Regions from separate parts of the Rattus norvegicus genome. Here region 1 is linked to region 2. A link is a contact called in public Hi-C data. All regions are on one chromosome and are shown on one strand. Each heading gives the region's core, a stretch centred on a gene start, on an enhancer-like site or on the middle of the called end of the contact. The rest is flanking DNA. Distances are from core to core; before and after follow the strand shown.

What was found. Hi-C and Micro-C count contacts between places; a contact is called where the count stands out from the background.
Region 1: a contact with region 2 is called in a Hi-C map of psoas muscle, with 4 times the contacts expected there. The contact joins two enhancer-like sites. A contact is called at or near these places in 5 of 12 Hi-C or Micro-C datasets (Schwann cells, hepatocytes, liver and 2 more).

What each region holds. Positions count from the first base shown.
Region 1 is chr17:62,891,449-62,894,152 of GRCr8, reverse strand. It overlaps Actn2 (actinin alpha 2), which reads right to left. Exons shown (of 21, transcript NM_001170325.1): 14 at 2,425-2,565; 15 at 1,099-1,281. Among named protein-coding and RNA genes, the nearest start is that of Trnas-aga47, 9.5 kb to the right of the region's middle. Within about 2 kb of position 1,397, at least 2 of the 93 cell types and tissues checked have an H3K27ac peak or open chromatin away from gene starts, as enhancers often do.
Region 2 is chr17:62,800,046-62,802,950 of GRCr8, reverse strand. No RefSeq gene overlaps it. Among named protein-coding and RNA genes, the nearest start is that of Heatr1, 16 kb to the right of the region's middle. Within about 2 kb of position 1,495, at least 2 of the 93 cell types and tissues checked have an H3K27ac peak or open chromatin away from gene starts, as enhancers often do.

The sequences.
Region 1 (2,704 bases), core at 148-2,647, 91 kb before region 2:
TGTGGCACCAAGCCCATGGGGGCTGGGACCACAGTGCAGAATCATGAGCTTGAATGTGGGGAAGAGTGGCATCTTTATTTTCATGTTCCCTGATCAAAGGTTAGCGTTTCCTTCATCTATGGATGTGGGCATCAGGATTCAGTAGAACCCATGACTGCCACACAGCCACCAGGCATCCCTATGCCAGGCGAGCCCCTGCAACTGTCTCGAGGTCGACACATACACTCCGGTCTATTTCAAGGTCATCGGGTTGCCATTGCATCCTCTTGTAAATGTGTTCCTTCATAAGGAGGCAGGGCACGTACTTCACCATATCCTGACTTTATTCAGTGGGGTTGTTAAACCTAAGGTCTGCCACTGAGCCCATCTCAACCTTTTTTTTTCACTCTATAATGTGAGTCATGACCTGGGTTAGCCTTAAACTTGATTGGTTGCCCAGGGTGACCTTGAAATTTTGATCTCCAGCCTCCCAAAAAGGACTACAGGCCTGCCAGGCCTGGGTTTTTAAAGTTTATTTTATATTTTATTCTCTCTCTCTCTCTGTGTCCCCCGCCCCCCCCCGTGTATGTGTGTGCGTGTGCGTGTGTGTGTGTGTGTGTGTGTGTGTGTGTGTGTGTGTGTGTGCAGGATAGCATTTATGTGCAAACCAGAGGACAACTGTGTGCTCTCTTCTCTCCTTCTTCCTCTACGTGGGTTCTGCGGATTGGACCTAGGGCCCCAGACTTGCGCAGCAAACGCCTTCACCCACTGAGGAGCCATCTCAGGCCAGGATTTTAAAATGTTTCCCTGAAAGTATTACTATCATAACCAATATTTACTTTGCCAAAATTTACAATACTTTCTTTAAGGGAAATAACTTCTATTGTTTTTCTTCACAAATCACAGAGGTTGCCAAACAGCAGGACCATTCAACACGTCTATAAAATCTGGAAGGGAGGGAAGTCGGAGGGTGATGCTGAATTAGGTCATCCTCCATCCCAAGGTCTTCCTTCCTTCCTTCCTTCCGCATAACCCTTCCCTCATCCCATCACCAACCCACAGACCGCCTTGCCCTCCCCCATCAACCCACACCCCCCACGCCGGCCCGCGGCTGCCCACCTTGTCCCACTTGTTGCGCAGCTCGTCCATGGTGACAGTGCTGTAGGGGTTGCTGGAGCTGATCCGGATACTGTAGCTCTGGATCACCTTCTCCACCTCATTCTGGATGGCTAGGATGGACTGCCGCTCCCCATCGGCCTCGGGCAGCGTGGCCTTGAACTGCTCATGTGCGGTGATCAGACTCTACAGCAGGGGGCAGTGCAGAGAACCAATCCGACTGGGGCATCAAATGCGCGTTTATCTTTAGACATGATCTCAAGTAACCAGACTGGCCTCGAATGTCACGTGTGACCCTGAACTCCTGATTCTCCTTCTCCAATCCCAGCTTCTGGGATTGCAGGCATGTACCACTGCGTTCAGACGTTTAGTGTAAACCTTGTGTGTGTTTACGGGTATCCAGAGGGCAGAGGTCCATCTTGTTTGACAGGGACTTTCACTGGCCTGGCCGCTCTCTCTTTGGGTCAGTCTGGGACTACAAGCATATGCTTTCATGCCCAATTTTTTTTAAAATGTAGATTCTTGGGAATTGAACTTATGACTTTGTACCCACAAGGCAACACTTTACTGACTAAACCCAGGCTTCATGACATATCTTTTGTTAAAAAACAAATGTATATTTTCTTTGTAATCTATTGTAGCCCAAATTCATCATAAATGGATTATGAATAAACAGGGTCCTGGTCACTTGACAGTAACTTTTCTCCCTAACACTAAAGCCAGCAAGCTAATTTATAGACTTGAATGTTCTGAAGAGATATACAAGTAGAACACTTTGGGTTGGCGGGGAGCAGGTGCTATCTTGGAGGTGCTTTTGTATGGGTGTGCTCATGTGTGCTACATGCATATTGGTGTTCGTGGGAACCAGAGGTCAACATCAAGTGTCTCCCTCAATCTAGAACCTCATTTTCCTTTTAGAAAGGTGCATTTTACTTTTGTACGTGTGTGTTCACGCATGACATAGAATGTCGTGTGGAGGTCAGAGGACAACTTGTAGGAGTCAATCCTGCCCTTTCACCTCGTGGATTCTGGTGACTTAACTCAGGTCGGCAGGACTGGGGGGCAAGTGCCTTTACTAGAAGAGCCATCTTACTAGCCCAGAACCTTAGGTCTTATACTCACATTAAGTCATACACATATGCATATATATGTGTAATGGAAACAGAAGAGGGGCCATTTGAGAAAAGGATGGAAATTAGCAGATATGGGGATAAGAGAGGGTGACGCAGAATAAATACTTCGTCTGGTACAGGATACACTTGAACCAAAAGCATCCCTTCACACAGCAAATACACACTAACGGAAGGAGGACAAGCTTGAGCCCCTCACCTGGATCTCCTCAATGCTGTGGACGATGAACATGTCCTGCAGGTCCTCCATGGCGCCCTCCATCCAGTTGTTGAAGGGCGCAGCTCTCTTGGCAAACTCCAGGTGCAGCTGGTCAATTGTTTCTAGCAACTTCTCGGTTCTCTGAAGATTGAAGAGAAGCAAGTGTTATCTCAGATTAAATACACTTTCTAAAAATCCCAAGATGTGCAAACACATGGAATATGTCTCTGGATCAATAAAGTATTATTTATCCTGGTCACTGCTGGAATGATGGTAAGAC
Region 2 (2,905 bases), core at 246-2,745:
CTGGAAGTAGACCAGGCTGGTCTCAAACTCACAGAGATCTGCTTCCTCTGCCTCCTGAGTGCTGGGATTAAAGATGTGAGCTACCATGCCCAGCTCCTATCATGGTTGTCTCTCTGTCTCTCTGCTCTCCTCCGTCTCTGTCTGTCTGTCTCTCCCTTGTTCTCTTTTCCAGGATGGAAAAAGAGGACTGAGGTCTACTCTCAGACCCTTGAGACCCTGACAGTCTCTTGCTCCAGCCTTGCTGGTCCTGTGTGGGGAAGCCTCATGGTGGCTCTGATTGATGGGCTACCTGTAATGTGGATAGCATCACTGTTGCTTTAATGACCATTGAGGTTTCTGCTCATTTTTCTACTGGTGTGGAATTGAGCATGTTTGATTAGGTCTCGGAGAATGCAGAAATGAGCTCAAGAAGAACTACAGAGGATTTCTGGTGGTCTGTTAAAAGCCAGCATTCCCCAGGAACTTGTTTTCTAACTGAGGAAAGGAGTTGCTTCCCTTGCTTCTGGCAGAAGAAACACATGGCTCTCCAGTGACAAGTAACTGTGGCACCACCAGCATGCTGAAGCCCATGCTAGCTTCCAGGCTCCTGCAGTCCCTATTCACCATCCCCACCACTTCTTTTCTATACTCCTAGGCCTGCTCCAGCTCACAGACTTCCCTCCCCACAGCTACTCAGCCTCCTTATACCCCAGACTTTCCCATATCCCATTTTCCTAACCTTAGCCATGTCCAATCTGATTTTTATTCTCTCTGCTCTGGATCTTCCAGAAGTCTCTGGATATTTCCTCTCTTTTACTCACAATAAAACCTTCCACCCTAATAATCAAGTGGTCATTTTGGTAGTTTCTGTATTACACACACACACACACACACACACACACACACACACACACATATGGGTATATGTGCATATACAAACATACACCCATAAATATGTTTATTGTTTTGGGACAATTTTTAAAATATTCTCACATGAGTCATTTGTTACATACATGAATTTTATATTAACGATTTTCCGTATCCTGTAGCTCACCCTCAAATACTTTTGTTCTTTTTGTGTTTGTTTGTGGTCTCATGTATTCCCAAGCTGGCCTGAAGCTCTCCATGTAGCTAAAGCTATTCTTGAACTTCTGATCCTCCTGCCTTTATCTCCCAAGTGCTGGACGTCAGGTGTGCATTTAACACGCCTGCTAACTGCAGGGACAGGGACTGTATCCCGACGCCCATACATGCTAGGCAGGGGCTCTACCAACTGGGCTACGTCCTTAGTCCTCTTTTTCGGTGTTTTTGACAAGCCTGTCTTCTAAGCATGATCTTAGATTGTGAGTACTTGATGTCTACTTCCCAACAGAGTTATGACGTCATTTCCTCTGGGCCCCCTATAACACTTTCTGATTCCCCTGTCTTCAGAACAACATCCTCCCAGATACACTAAATGCCCTTGGCATTCAAAGTACCTGTCCCTGTCCTTCCAGGGCCAGCCTTTCCCGTGGGGCAGATCTAGTTTCAGGTTCTGGCACCTTGCAGTCTTCTCAGGCTTCTCTGAAGCTGCCCCTTTGTACCCGATGGTGCTCTGAAAGTAACTTTAGGAGGTCCAATTAATTGGCTTCTAAGTGACCTTGTGGAATCTTTGACTGTGCATTGAATCCCCCTATGTTTTCCCAGCTCTTTCTGTCTTACCCACCTAGCACCAAGAGCTTGTTGCTTGTTGCTAAAAGGGCTGAAGCATTAAGGCAGAATTGTGAGTCATCTCTGTGATTTAGTGCCATCTTGTCAATCTGCGAAGAGCATCAGGGGATTGTACTATGGAAAAATGAAATGCTTTTGTCAAATTGATATGAAATCCAAAGAATAATTATTGAGTTCCTGATACCTGTCAGTCTGTGTTCCAGACGCTGCAGAAGTGACACAGGAAGAAAGGCAGACATGGATCTTTGCACGTACAGAGCTTGTGTTTTGTATTGAGGGACAGATGGTAAACAAGTCAGATAGGTACATTTAGCATATTGAGCGACATGTGCTAAAGGAAAAAGAAGAGGTCTTACGATAGTGCCGATGACTTGTAGCTTTTTGTGAAATCTTCAGGCCAGGGCTCACTAAAAATGAGTGGGTGTACAGACCTGCTTGATGTTCTATGGAGCAATGTCTCTGACCAAGGAACTCACTTCATAGCTGAAGTACAGCAGGAACCATAGAGAATTATGCTTGCTGGCTAGAGGCATACACAGCTAACCTTCCCATTAGTTCAGGACCATCTGTCTAGGGAATGATGCCACCCATAGTGGACAATTACCAATCAAGAGACTCCCCCTAGAGACATGCCCACAGGCAATTTTTTTCTACTGAGGCTTCCTTCCCAGATAATTGTGTCAAGTTAATAGTTGAAGCTAACCAGGTTATGGTCAAGAGCTAAGAGAAGAGAACAATAAGCACAAAGGTCTTGAAGAGGAAGTATATCTCACATTCAGAGTGGCTCACAGTGAGGGGAAAAGGCAGGGGAAATGTGAAAGAGGTCAAAGATGTATCAAGGGTCCTTAAACTATATACATTGTGGTGTAAGGCTACACCAGTTCAATCATTATACCCAGAGGCCAAGTTCCCCTTTGTATACACAAGGAAGATGAATACAACATAGGGGCTATTAAGAACAGGACACTGTAAAATATCAATGTGGATGTTTTTATCATAATTTTTATATGTAAACAATGTCTCAGTAAAGGTAACTAAAAGGTAAACCTACTTTTTGGTAGTAATGGTGGTATGTGCCTCTAATCCCAGAACTTGGGTGGTTGAGGCATGAGGGTCATGAGTTCAAAGACAGCTTAGGCTGCATAGTGAGTTTAAGGCCAGCCTATGTTGCATAAAAAGGCAACAAAATGACAGCAAGAAGTAAAATTATCATTAA